Regions from separate parts of the Callithrix jacchus genome. Here region 1 is linked to region 2. Evidence: chromatin contacts called from public Hi-C data. All regions are on one chromosome and are shown on one strand. Each heading gives the region's core, a stretch centred on a gene start, on an enhancer-like site or on the middle of the called end of the contact. The rest is flanking DNA. Distances are from core to core; before and after follow the strand shown.

The links. Hi-C and Micro-C count contacts between places; a contact is called where the count stands out from the background.
Region 1: a contact with region 2 is called in a Hi-C map of skeletal muscle, with 4 times the contacts expected there. The contact joins two enhancer-like sites. A contact is called at or near these places in 2 of 3 Hi-C or Micro-C datasets (both in skeletal muscle).

Annotation. Positions count from the first base shown.
Region 1 is chr9:113,092,488-113,099,964 of calJac240_pri, reverse strand. It overlaps IFT81 (intraflagellar transport 81), which reads right to left. Exons shown (of 18, transcript XM_078337250.1): 11 at 4,257-4,406. Among named protein-coding and RNA genes, the nearest start is that of IFT81, 64 kb to the right of the region's middle. Within about 2 kb of position 2,779, at least 1 of the 16 cell types and tissues checked has an H3K27ac peak or open chromatin away from gene starts, as enhancers often do. A contact at or near this core is called in skeletal muscle, where this site is marked.
Region 2 is chr9:113,013,355-113,020,325 of calJac240_pri, reverse strand. No RefSeq gene overlaps it. Among named protein-coding and RNA genes, the nearest start is that of IFT81, 15 kb to the left of the region's middle. Within about 2 kb of position 3,450, at least 2 of the 16 cell types and tissues checked have an H3K27ac peak or open chromatin away from gene starts, as enhancers often do. A contact at or near this core is called in skeletal muscle, where this site is marked.

The DNA of each region.
Region 1 (7,477 bases), core at 1,530-4,029, 80 kb before region 2:
CACAGCAAAAGTAAAAATTTAGCGAAGACTGTAATCAGTCAAGGGTGTATATCATAATCTTTGGCATAAGCACTAGAGTGCGATCACTCACTGGCTGAATGGAACTAAGGACTCTATCACTGGTGGCAGGTAGAGTATTGATAGTCCCAGGCATGTTGCAGCAATGCAGTTGCAAAGACTTTCACTTGTGGTGAATTGGGGAATACAGGTGGATGGGGATTGCAGCGGCCAAAAAAATGTATGGGACAGATTGCTTTCAAGAGAATCGGCTGAGAGGAACAGAGCTGATTGACATCCATAGCTGCTGCCCCTCTGGGTCCATCATTATGTTTGTACCAAACCTATGCTTCCCTGGAGCTGCTCTCAGCCAATGACTGAGCACAGTATTAGTATTATTAGTACTAATATTAGCAGTATTGGTGTTAGCCCAGTCCTGCCTGACAAGGGACTCCTCTAATAGGTGACTGGCTCAGGAACTCCCTTTCAACATGACCAAAACTTGCTCAGAGTTGTGTTGAAGTCTGAGGCTCTTTCTGCCCAATCTTCCCTTCCTTTGCCCTCTTCCTTCACAGGTGTCAGACTTGTATCAGAGCCTGAAGGCTTTCCCTGCCTCTTCCTGCTCCCTTCCCTTTATCCTTCACAAGTGTCTCCTTCAATAAATCTCTTGTATGTGTAATCCCATCTCAGTGTCTGCTTCTTGGAGGATCTGAACTGATACAAAGATGCACTAGATGGTGTAATGTTTTTGACTTTTGAGGAGAAATAGTAACTATAAGGACTATGGAATTGGGGTGGCTATCACTAACCTTCTCTGATGGTTGAAGAGATAAAATAACAGGCTCAAATCTATTAATTTGTAATTAAAAGCAAAGTGATGAAGTTATAGAATCTCCTTAAGGGCTTTAAAGAAATCCTTGTTTCCCATGGCAACAGGGCAGAGGGAACTGAAAACCAGGTGCAGGACTTAATTTTAAGATTGGCAAAACTCCAGAGACAGTTGAATTCTTAGTCTAGGCAAATATTCTATGCTGAGGTCAGGGCCCTGACAGAGAAGAAAAAGGGTGGAGTGTGGGATGGGGTATCTGGATAGACCCACTTGAGAACTTTGAATCCTCAGATTATCCTGTATCCTCTGGGCAGTGGCAAATGGCTCAGCTTGGATGCAAGACTGCAAGGACAAGGAGGTCTAGGGAAGAGGCTTATGGATGAACCTATGGGAGTAGGCACTAAGTATAAAGATCTTTTCATTACATTGAAATCAGAGAATGTCCACTGCAGAAGAGGCACTAAACAACCAAGTGGAAAGGATGATTTGGCCAGCAGATGTCAGCCAGCCTCTGTCACTGTCCCACACAGTGCTTAGAAATGGACTCATAAACAGAATGGCTTTGTTGGTAGAGATGGAGGTTACATATGAGCCAAATAGCATGGGCTCTCTCTCACCAGTGTTCATCTAGCTACTGCCAACATCAAAAGTCTCACCTGCCAGCAACAGACACCGATCCTGAGCTCTAGGTATGGAATCATCCCTTGAGGAAACCAACCCCCTATTTTGTGGCAATTTAATAACATCAGACCCTTTCTGCCTTGAAAAGGGTGAGATTTCATCCTTAATAGGACTGATCCATATTCTAGGTATAGGTTTGCCTTTCTTGCCCATTGTACTTCAGTCAGCATTACTATCCACGAGCTTAGAGCATTCAGTCTACTGATGTGCAATCTCACATAATATCACCTCAAACCAAGGGACACACTTTACAGCAAAGGAACTATGATGGTGTTCATATGATCATATAATTCAGCGATTTTATCATATACTACACTATCTGAAAAGCTGATGGCCTGAAAGAATAGTGGAACAGTGTCTTGAAGGCAAGGCCCCAGCTTGGAACTGATGGCCTGTGAAAATGAGTTCTACCATTAGGACACTGTACACCTTAAACCAATGCCCATGATATGGTGCTATGTTCTCAATAGAAAGCATAGGTCTCAGAACCATGAGATTAAAGTATAAGTGTCACCACTAACCATGATCCCCAATGATCCATTTTAGGGAATTATGCTTCCTATCCAGACAGCTGTGGGTATAGATGCTCTAATTGCCAGAGTGGGCATGCTTCCATCAGAAGGCACATTAAGAAGCCCTTGACACTTAATGTTCTGACTACCATCTGGTCACTTGGGCTCCTCATGTCAACAGACCAGCAGGCAAAGAAAGCAGGACATCATAAGGCTATACAGATGTTGCTATATAATAGGGATAGGAAGAAATACATCTGGGACTCAGATAATCCATTAGGGCATATCTTGGCACTCCCATGCCCAGTTTTAACTATAAATGGGCAAGTATAGCAGCATGGCCTGGTAAGGGAATGATTAGTGGAGTCTCACACTTTTCAAGGATGAGGAACTGGGTCATCCCACCAATTAAGTCATTTAAGCCAGAGGAGGTGCTAGCTGAGGTGAGGGAACTCTAGAATGGATAGTAAAGGAAGGAGATGTTGAGTATCAGTTATGTCCTTGGAAACAAATGTGGAAATCAGAGTTTCCATTTGTCACACTAATCTTTCTCCTATAAGTTTTCCTAGAAATTGTTACCAACCAGAATCCTATAGAAGCTATAGCTGGGTGGAGTAAATTTAACATGACAAATAAGTAGAACCTACTAGTTCAAGGGGTGAACTGTAGTAGATGTTGCTGGTGCCCCACTCAGACCTCATTTGCAAACTGTTATGAGTGCTGACTGCCAAATAGCTCATAGTTACCCCCTTCTCCAGAATGCCTTCAGCCAAATGGGAGCTGTCTCACCTAAAAGGTTACACTTGACCACAACCAAATGACTGACTGCCACGGGGTACAAAAGGCCATCCCCCTTGCATCAAGGTGGAATCAACTCTATGGTGCAATTTGTTCCAAAGTTGATCATGGGATCAGAATGAAGCCAACTCCAGTTGAGACCATGTCCTTTCTTGCTTGGCTTTTTTCTGCTGCCTCATCTGCTTGCCTTACTGCCCTCTTTCTGAGGGTACTCCCTCAATAAATCATTAGCACAAAGAATTCCCTTCTTGAGCTCGCTTCTAGGGACCCAACTTAAGAAAAAAATATAAAGCAAAAACTGATAGAACTAAAAAAAGCAGCAATGCAATAATTATAGTTAGATTTTTAACACACTTCTTTCAGTAACTGATGGAACAGGCAGACAAAAAAGCAACAGGGATATGGAAGATATGTATATCATAGCCAACACACTGACTGAATTGACATACATAAAATACTATTCACAACAACTGCAGAATATACATTCTTTTCATTGCACATGAAACAATTACCAAAACACTGGGCCATAATGCAAGACTACAAATTTCACAGGACTGAAATCAGAGTGTGCTCCCTGGTCACAATGGAAACAACCTAGAAATTCATAAGAAAACCCTCCAAATGTTTGATTTTAAGCCAAAAAGTCAAAGAAATCACAATGGAAATTAGAAAATATTTTGAAGTAAAAAATAATGCAGTTACTATTATCAGTTTTAAAGTTAGTGCTGTCAGAATCTACGTTGATTCACAATAAATTTTCAATCTTAAGTTCCCTAAAAGCAAATAATATTCATCAGCATGAGACAATATGAGACAGTACGTATTGCCAGTTAAAAGAAAACACAATTGGTTGACATTTCATTTATCTCTATCAGATTATTGCTAGCTGGTAAACCAGCACCCAGATGAAATAGTTTCCCCATTGGTGAAAGGAAAAAAAAAAGCCAAATGAAGAAAACCCTGAGGAACTGGCAGCCACAATAAGAATAACATTGCTGTTGGACTACTTTGGGTTTAACTCTTTTCAGACAACAAAGGCACAAACACATAAGAAATAAGCCTGGAGGCCGACTTCCACATAGCATTTCCCTGGATATTTCTTTCCAAAGCTTCTTGGAAGTCACTGCTTAGAAATTTCTGCCTAGCAGGCCATGATAAAAAAAAGATTTTACAGTCACTCATATTAACTAACCAAACGAAAAAAACCTACTTGGAATTCAACTTCTATTAACAACCCTAAAGACAGCACACACAAAAAAGCCAGCGCTTACTGCTACATTAAAAATAAATGAATCCACTTACATGACATCTCTGTAATTAATCAGAGAAAAGTAATACTTTTATGATTTCTCATAAAAACAATGACCTCAGTATAAAGCTGTAACCCATAAACCTCCTAGCATTTGTATTTATAGCAGCCCAAGATAATACCGTATTACCAGTTGTCGCTGAATATTTTCATGACGTTGCTTAAGAAGTTCTTCAGTCCTCTGCAAAAGACCGAATTCAGCTTTAAGTTCAGCTATTATCTGACGCTTCTTTTTGAAAACTGTACTCTTGCTTCGAAGTTTATTGACATATTGTTTGAACTGTAAAAAAAACACAATATGTAATCTAATGAGTAGAAAAGTAGTAGCTAAATATCATATATCTGTATAAACTCAAAAATTGTCTCTTCTCTACTTCACAACATGTGTCACACATATATAGTAACTTAGTTTTATTAGAAACTTGGAAAGACTAATTGCTGAATTAAAATATTTTGTGTTTTTAATTTTTTGACACATCTAAATATATGTATATATTATATATGTCTTATATGTACATATATGTGTATACATTGTATATATGTATAATATATGTATACATATAAAATATGCATATATATTCATATATATATATATATATATATAGATAAGGTCTTGCTTTGTTGCCCAGGCTGGAGTGCAGTGGTGCAATTGTGGCTCATTGCAGTCCTAACCTCCTGGGCTCAAGCAATTCTCCTGCCTCAGCCTCCTAAGTAGGAGGACCACAGGTGGTGCCAGACTAATTTTTGCATTTTTGTAAAGATAGGATTTCACTATGTTTCCCAGGCTGGTTTTGAACTCCTGGGCTCAAATGATCCACCCCCCTTGCCCTCCCAAAGTGCTAGGATTACAGGCATGAGTCATTGTGCCTAGCCTTAAATATTCTAAAAGCTATTCATTTTAGACTTTACAAATAAGGATTAGGAAAACAGAAACACAACCTTATAAAATTAAAAAGGTTTAAAAAGAAGAAGAAAAAGTAGGAAATAATGACCACAATCCTGGTTGTAGTTTTATCATGACATATCTCAAGTACTGTACTATTTTGGTAGCAGTCCATTGAACCGCTGGGATTAACATAGCCATAGAACCATCTGCATTTGCAGCTACTATTTATCACTTAAGAAATGTACTGTGACTATATATTGCTGTCAAGCATCTGAGACACTGAAATGGTACCCATCCCAAACGTTAAAAAGCTAAGAATATCCCAAGTTAGTGAAAACTCAGTTATCTAATTTATCTATTTACCTACTCATGATATCAAAATTATAACTAATAATGAAAAAAAGTTATAACTCTAATGGAAAGACCCCATTATTAAGTAATACCCACTAGAGTTTGAAGGAGCAAACAATGCAAGCATAATATTTTTTTTTTTTTTTTTTGAGACGGAGTTTCGCTCTTGCTACCCAGGCTGGAGTGCAATGGCGCGATCTCGGCTCACCGCAATCTCCGCCTCCTGGGTTCAGGCAATTCTCCTGCCTCAGCTTCCCGAGCAGCTGGGATTACAGGCACGCACCACCGTGCCCAGCTAATTTTTTGTAATTTTAGTAGAGACGGGGTTTCACCATGTTGACCAAGATGGTCTCGATCTGTTGACCTCGTGATCCACCCGCCTCGGCCTCCCAAAGTGCTGGGATTACAGGCTTGAGCCACCGCGCCCGGCCGCAAGCATAATATTTAAAGGAATTCAAGGCTGGGTGTGGTGGCTCATGCCTGTAATCCCCGCACTTTGGGAGACCCAGGCGGTTGGATCACTTGAGGTCAGGAGTTTGAAACCAGCCTGGCCAACATGGTGAAACCCCGTGTCTACTAACAATACAAAAATTAGCCAAGCGTGATGGTGCTCACCTGTAATCCCAGCTACTCAGGAGGCTGAGGCAGGAGAATCGCTTGAATCCAGAGGCAGAGGTTACAGTGGGCTGAGATCATACCACTGCACTCCAGCCTGGACAACAGAGCGAGACTCAGTCTCAATAAACAAACAAACAAACAAATAAAGCAATTAATTTGGTAAGTATTACTTGTTATCAATTATGTTTTAGGCACTGTGCCAGACACAGAGGATACAATGTAGAGTTGCTTAGAACAAGACACTCACAGGTCTTGCCCTCATCAAGCTTAAGGAGTAGTGGGGAAAACAAATGTTGAACTGAAGTTTAAAATGATGGCAAACACTACAAGAACTGAATAGGCCCTACAATTAAGTAACAGGAGTTTAACCTGGGTAGGGATGAAGACAGAAATGCAGGGGTTGGGAAGTAGAAGAGGTGGGATATGGCAAGCTTCTTGGAATAAGGTATATATAAGCCAAGACCGAAGAAGTAGGAGTGTGTTAGAGAAAGGAAGAAGAGGCAAGGAACTGCATTCTAGGAGGAGAGAACAGCATGTGCAAAGGTGCGGACTCAAGGTGAAAGTATAATCACGTGCTGTATAACAATGTTTCGGTCAATGATGGACTGCATTTATGATGGCAGTCTTATAAGATTACAACACCATGTATATATATTTTCTTGAGACAGAGTCTCACTCTGTCGCTGAGGCTGAAGTGCAATGGCATGATCTTGGTTCACTGCAACCTCCACCTCCCAGGTTCAAGCAATTCTCCTATTTCAGCTTCCTGAGTATCTGGGATTACGGGTGCCTGCCACCATGTCTGACTAATTTTTGTTAATTCTAGTAGAGATGGGGTTTCACCATGTTGGCCAGGCTGGTCTTGAACTCTTGGCCTCAAGTGATCCACCCACCTCTGCCTTCCAAAGTGGTGGGATTACAGGCGTCAGCCACTGTGCCCAGCCTGTAACACCATAATTTTACTTTACCTTTTCTAGTTTTAGATATGTTTAGATACACAAATACCTACCACTCTGTTTCAGTTGCCTACAGTATTTAGTATAGTAACATGCTGCACAGGTTTGTAGCCTAGGAGCAATAGGCTATGGTACACAGCCTAGTTGTGTGGTAGGCTCTGTCATGTTCACACAACAGCAAAACTGCCTAACAATGCATTTCTCTAAATGTATCCTTGTCATGAAGCAATGCATGACTGTATAGTATTCCTACAGTATTCCTCAATGTGAGAAGCAAACTCCAGAAGCAAATGTCAGAAATTTCTATTTCTGAAACAGAACATAATACTTAAAAAAAGCACTTTCTCTTATAGATTAAGAGTACTAGTAATTATCAGATTTTTGTACTATATAAAAAATTGTGATTGGGCAAGGTAGCTCACGTCTATAATCCCAGCACTTTGGGAGGCCGAGGTGAGGAACTGCTTGAGTCTAGGATCAAGATCAGCCTAGGCAACATGGTGAAACTACATCTCTACAAAAAAATCAAAAAATTAGCAG
Region 2 (6,971 bases), core at 2,201-4,700:
GGCTCACTGCAGCCTTGACCTCCTGGACTCACGTGATCCTCCTCAACTTTCTGAGTAGCTGGGACTACACTCACCACCATGCCCAGCTGATTTTTAATTTTTTTGTAGAGACATGGTCCTGCTATGTTGCCCAAGCTAGTCTCAAACTCAGGGGCTCAAATGATCCTTCTGCCTTGGCCTCCCAAACCTCTGGGATTATAGGCATGAAGCACCCTGCCCAGCCAGCAAGGTCTTTTCTGTCTCTCTTACTTAAAGTAACCAATCTATCAGTCACCCTTCATCACTGTGTTTTTCAGACTGTTGGTCATGGTCTATTAGAGGGAACTGAAATCAATTTTGTGGGTCTCAATTAACATTTTTAAAAATGAAATGAAATAGAGGACAGAAAATATCACACCAGGATAAGGGTAAATATTACTTTGTCAGAAATATTTTTTCCTTTTTTTTTTGAGATGGAGTCTCCCTCTTCAGCCCAGGTTAGAGTTCTGTGGTGCAATCTCGGCTCACTGTAGCCTCCACCTCCCAGGTTCAATGATTCTCCTGCCTCAACCTCCAAAGTAGCCGGGATTACAAGCACGAGCCACCAGGCCCAGCTAACTTTTTTGTATTTTTAGTAGAGACGGGCATTTTGCCATGTTGGCCAGGTTGGTCTCTAACTCCTGACCTCAAGTGATCTGCCTGCCTCAGCCTCCTAAAATTCTGAGATTATAGCCACTGTCCTGGCCTATTTTTTGCTTCTTAATAAACCACTCTAAATTGATTGATATCCAACCATTTTTTCCCACAAGTCTGTCAGTTAGCTGGGCTCAGCTGGGCAGTTGTGCTCCATGTGGTATCTGCTGGGATCACTCATATGGCTGAATCCAGCTGGAGGTCCATGTGGGGCTAGAACATCCAAGGCAGCGTCCCTCCTGTCTGGACGTTAGTGTTGGTGGTCACTTCTTCTTTACATGGAAGTTCTCCTTCTCCTGTGGCTTCTCATCATTCAGTTGTCTGACCTGAGCTTCCTTTCATGGCTCTGGGTACCAAGAGCACAAAAGTGGAAGCTGCCAGTCCCCTTAAAGCTGAAGCCCAGCAACAGGCACAGAGTTGTTTCTATTCCATCCTATTGGCCAAAGCAAATCACAAGAGCCACCCAGATTTAAGGGAAGGGAGAGGCTGGGTGTGGTGGTTCATGCCTGTAGTCCCAGAACTTTGGGAAGCTGAGGCAAGAGGACAGCTTGAGCCCAGGAGTTCAAGACTAGCCTGGGCAACACAGAGAGACCCTATCTAAACAAAAAAATTAGCTGGTGTGGTTGTACATGCCTATAGTCCTAGCTCCTCAGGAGGCTGAGGCAGTAGTGTTACCAAAACATCAGGGGTTTGGACTAGGTCCTGCTGCTTGCTGCACAGAAGGCCAACCACTGACATGGCAAGTATTGCCAAGGAAGAAGGCTTTAATCGGGTGCTGCAGCTGAAGAGATGGGAACTTAGTCTCAAATCCATCTCCCTGACCAACTAAAATTAGGGGTTTATATAGCAGGGAAGAAATGTAACAACATGTGGGTAAACTAAAACTAGGGACGGGCAAGAAGGCATCTGATGGCCTGATGTGGTGAGTTTCAGTTCTTCAGTACCTGCTTTTGAGAGGCTCAAAGGTCCTCAGATAAAACAAATACAGCTTTAATAGCAGAAGAGTCAATGTCTACGTTTGTCCAAATGACAGTCCAGGGGAGTGCTGGGCTGGTTTCAGGGGGATCACTTGAGCCTAGGAGTCAAGGCTTCAGTGAGCTATGATCACACCACTGCACTCCAGTTTAAGTGACTGAGACTCTGTCTCTAAAACAAACTAGCTAACTAACAAACAAATAAACAGAAACAGGGAAGGGGAAGCTGGCTCCACCATTTTTTTTTTTTTTCTGTAGAGATGGAGGTTCATTGTGTTACCCAGGTCAGTCTCAACCTCCTGGCCTCAAACAATCCTCCAGCCTCGGCCTCCCACTGGGTTTATAGGTGTGAGCCCTTGCAGCAGGTCTTGACTCCACTTCTTTTTCTTTTTGAAGCGGAATCTTGCTCTGTCACCCAGGCTGGAGTACAGCAGTGCGATGTCAGCTCACTGCAACCTCTGCCTCCCAGGTTCAAGCAATTCTCCTGCCTCAGCCTCCTAAGTAGCTGGGATTACAAGCATGTGCTACCACACCTGGCTAATTTTTGCATTTTTAGTAGAGACAGGGTTTCACCATGTTGGCCAGGCTGGTCTCAAACTCCTGACCTTGTGATCCGCCTACCTCAGCCTCCCAAAGTGTTGGGATTACAGGCATGAGCCACCATACCCTGCCTTGACTCCACCTCTTCATGGGGGAGTAACATGTGAATTCTAGGAATGAGAGAAGTTGTTGGCAGATGTTGGTGCAGACAGTCTACCACAGTTTTTTTTTTCCTTTTAGTAAACATGCATGTGTGTGCATTGGTTCACATGATAAACATATTGCTTGCTGTGAGTCACAGTCAAAAGGTTGGAAAAAACACACTTCTATGTCCTTTAAAAAATTTCTTTCATAGCCCTTAGTACTCTCTGACCTTAGCTTACTTTATTATAGATCTCTGCCATTCAAATGTAAGCTCCCTGAGGGCAGGGGCCTTGTCTGTCTTATCTGCTGCTGTGTACTCAGCACCCAATAGGGTCTGGCTGTTAAGATGTGCTTAATAAATACCTGTTGTCATTAAGTAGGGTATTATTGAATCAGCTCTCATTTCGTGGGTGCTGAACACTTAAAAACATTATCTCATTTAATTTGCTCAGCACATAGTTGAGCACCTACTGTGTGCCAGGCAGTATTTGAGGTGATGGTGAAACCACAGGAAGCAAAATAGACAATAATACCTGCCCTCAGGGAGTGTATTTTCACCATGATACCAGAATAGTAGAGAACAGATTCACTGATACTATTTTGACAAAGAAGGAAACTGAGAGTCAGAGAGGTCAGACAACTTGCCCAAAGTCACACAGATGTTAATTTCACCCTGACACCTGGCTCTTCTCCACTTTCCTGTAGATGTTGGATTTTGCCCAGAGATGGGCTTGGGTGGTTACAGATCTCAATTTCCGCAATTGTTTCCCTGAAGGATCAAACTTATTTTTCTAGGAGTCAGACACAGGACAGTGGGAACAGGTGAGTCCCATGACCTCAGAGTTCCTGGCCCTCCCACCCTTAGCTCCCCCGACTCTGTGATGAGGCTCACACCTGGGGTGTTGCAGATTTGAGCCACAGATCTCAGTCACCCCCACTGTCTTATCTGCATGTGACATTCCCAAGTGGCTGGGGCCTGCAGGCTGCGCAAAGAATGCAGCCTGAACAAAAATAAACCTGTTACATTCCTTGGCAGCCCCCTACCCCTTCCTGCTCTCCAGCTATCCATCCTCACAGCAGAGTCTGCCAGGGAAGGCAGAGAGAGGGCAAACAGGGTGGAGGAAGTCAGTGCTGCTACCCAGAGAGAGGGAGAGAGAAAGACAGGGAGAGAAAGAGAGGGGCCAAGACAGTGAGGAAAGGGGGGGGGGAGAGAGAGAGAGAGAGAGAGAGAGAGCGAGAGAGAGAGAGAGAGAGAGAGAGAGAGAGAGAGAGAGAGAGAGAGCGAGATCACCTTATATGGGAACGTGCACAGACAACATGTGGCAATGGCTTAAAGGGCAGCAGAGGTCAGATACCAGACAGATGGAAGAAATTAAACATGGGACAGAGCGTGTTCCTGGGCCCTGAAAACAGCTCTTGTTTCACAGCAAGTTCGCACAAAGCCTGGCCCATTTTCCTTTTTTGCCTAAGCCCTGCGAGATGTGTGTCCTACCCTCTCCATGACTCTGAGTCAGGCCCCTCGACTCCAACTCTGTGGCTTGGCAGCAGTCTCAATCCTTTAAAGTCATTTCTTTGATGAACAAAATTCCTCGTTGCAAATAAAAAGGAAAAGGCCAGGCCTATTTCTCAAGAGTTTCCAATATCTCTCCAAAGCACACAGATTAGTAGTTAATGAGTAAATAATCCTTCATTTCTCATGCATTCATTCAACAAAGATTGAGGACCTGTTAGGACTCAGGCACTGAGCCAGGGGCTGGAAAGATGGCAATGGTGACGAAGATGATGACAATTAACATTCGTTGATTTGCACTCATTTAATGAATATTTCAACAATTAATAATTTACTTTGTACTTTCTATGTTCCAGTCATTAACGATACATAACACTGATCTAGCCTCATCTGGTTCCTGCCCTTGTGGAGTTTACAAGGAGGGCGAGGGATATTGAATACATAATCCCATTGGGTCCTCACGATAGTTCTTTGAATCAGCTTACTATTATCATCCTCATTTAACACAGAATTTTCCAATCTCCACACTGTGTACATTTTGGGCTGGATAATCTTTGTGGTGGAGCGGCTGCTCTGTGCATTGTAGGATGTTTAGGAGTGTCCCCGGCCTTCTACCCAACTAGATGCCAGTTACAGCCATTCCCCTCCTCTATGTTGTGACAACCAAAAAATGTCCCCAGACATTGCAAAATGTCCCAGAGGAATCAAAATTGCTCCCAGCTATGAATCACTGATTCCATGGATGAGGAAATAGAGGGTCAGGGCAGGCTGAGACATCTCCTAAAGGTCATACTGCTGGTGGGTAGGACTCACACCGTGGTCTACCCAAAGCCCATGGTTCTTACCATTGTAGTGTGAAACGGTTTCCTTGACAACAGATTATTGTGAGTTTGGATGGTTGTAGACTTCATTACCTCATCCTATACAAAATGGAAGTCATCTGTGTTAATTTGGATCCTCTGGGAAACAGATGCCAAGACAGGCTCAGACTTGCAGGGGATTTATCAAGGGAATAATCCTGTGAAGGATAAAGAGCAGACATCTTCAGACTGGGGAAAGAGAGGGGGAAGGAAGGAGTGAGGAGGAGGAGCTTCAGGCGGCAGTGCAGGTCTCAGAAAGTTTTGGCTGGACTGATGGGGGCTTCCTGAACAAAGTCACCAGTAGGATGAATCTCAGGTCAGCAGCAGTGGGGTTGCACTAACACCCCGGCTGTGCTCAGTCACTGGCTAGGCCCAGCTGAGGAAATATGGCCTTGGCATGAACTTGGTGGATCCAGAGGAGTGGGGAGAGGACTGTGAGTCAACTGTGCTCTCCGTGCAGACTCTCTCACTCTTTCTGTCTCTCTCTCTTTCTTTTTTTTAAGACAGGGTCTCACTCTGTCACCCAGGCTGGAGTGCAGTGGTATGATCGCGACTCACGGCAGCCTCAACCTCCTGGGTTCAAGCAGTTCTCATTCCTCAGCCTCCTGAGTAGCTGGGACCGCAGGTGCATGCCACCATGCCTGGATAATTTTTGTATTTTTTAGTAGAGTCAGGTTTTCACCATATTGGCCAGGCTGGTCTCGAACTCCTGACCTCAAGTGATTTCAGCCTCCCAAAGGGCTGGGATTATAGGTGTGAGCCACTGCGCCTGGCTGTGCAGACTCTCGAGAGGGAGATGCGAGCAGTGCACTCCACGGCTGCTACATTATCAAAGTGGTGCCCGTTGGTTACATTCACCTTAAGGCAAGGAGACTCAAAAGGCATCAGCGGTGCAGTGCGGAACAAAGCCAGGTCGGCCTTCTTTAAGCAAAAGTGTTCATTTTCCTTGCATCGTCTTGAGCTTCTTAGTGCTCTTCAAGCTCAGCTCTGACTTAAGTTCCATCAGTGAGGAAGTAAAGAGTACAACCTTGAGGGGCTACTGGTTAGCTGGTGTCTGGGCCTTGGTTTCTCCATTTGCATGATGGAGTTAACCTGCCCTAACTCACAGGGTTGACGTGAGGATTTAAGAACTGTCTAAGGAAGTTTATGGAATTGCTACACATTTGTTTTCAGAAGAGGATGGAATAACCCTCTGCCTGTTTCTTGTTTCTTGTAAGGATGTCTCCCTGCCAGCCACCCTCTTATTCTCTCAAGATCCATCTCTGCACCTACACAGGGGACCACACACTAGCTAAATTAGATAGATAAACTGTACTTGGCTCATACAGTATTTTAAGAAAATAACCAACATTTAAAATTAAGGCATTCTGGGGAGGCCAAGGTGGGGAGATCACCTGAGGTCAGGAGTTCGAGATCAGCTTGGCCAACATGGTGAAACCCCGTCTCTGGCCAGGAGTGGTGGCTTGTGCCTGTAATCCCAGCACTTTGGGAGGCTGAGGTGGGTGAATCATCTGAGGTCAGAAGTTTGAGATCAGCCTGATCAATACGGTGAAACCCTGTCTCTACTAAAAATTAGTCTGGTGTGGTGTTATGCGCCTGTAGTCCCAGCAACTCAGGAGGCTGAGGCAGGAGAATTGCTTGAACCCAGGGGGCAGAGGTTGCAGAGAGCTGAGATTGCGCCATTACACTCTAGCCTGGGCAACAAGAGTGAGACTGTCTCAAAATAATAACAATAACAATAAACTAAAATAAACAAATGAAATTGAGACCTTTTACATAAAAATCTGGATTTCTAGGCTGCCTTGAAAAATTACTTTTTCCAGTTTCTGGTTTGAGACCCTATGGTGAACTCACAACCTAGTGTGGACTCATGGTGGGGTTCAGGAGATTTCTGTGCTTCTCAGACTCCAAACTCCGTATTGCTTGGCATCCCACAGGAGGTGGATGAGGGTCTGGGACCAGTGTAGATTCTAGTGCGTAGAGGAACAAAAGCTCTGCCACTGCATAGGTTGGGTTGGGAAGGTCCAGCCTAACTGCTTAATAAATCAGAGTGGATGCAGGGGAAACTGACTGGCAGTCTGGAGGTCTGGCCTCTGGATTCAGATCTTTAGGCTTCATTTCTGAATTTGTGAAATGAACACAGCTGGACGTGGAGCTAAAGATGTCTGCGCTTGCATATTTCTGTGAACTGATGAAAGGAATGCAGGTTTCAGTAACAGAAGTTTTGATATGCAATGTAAAAATTGCAGCACCCTGAGAAATGTTGAGAAC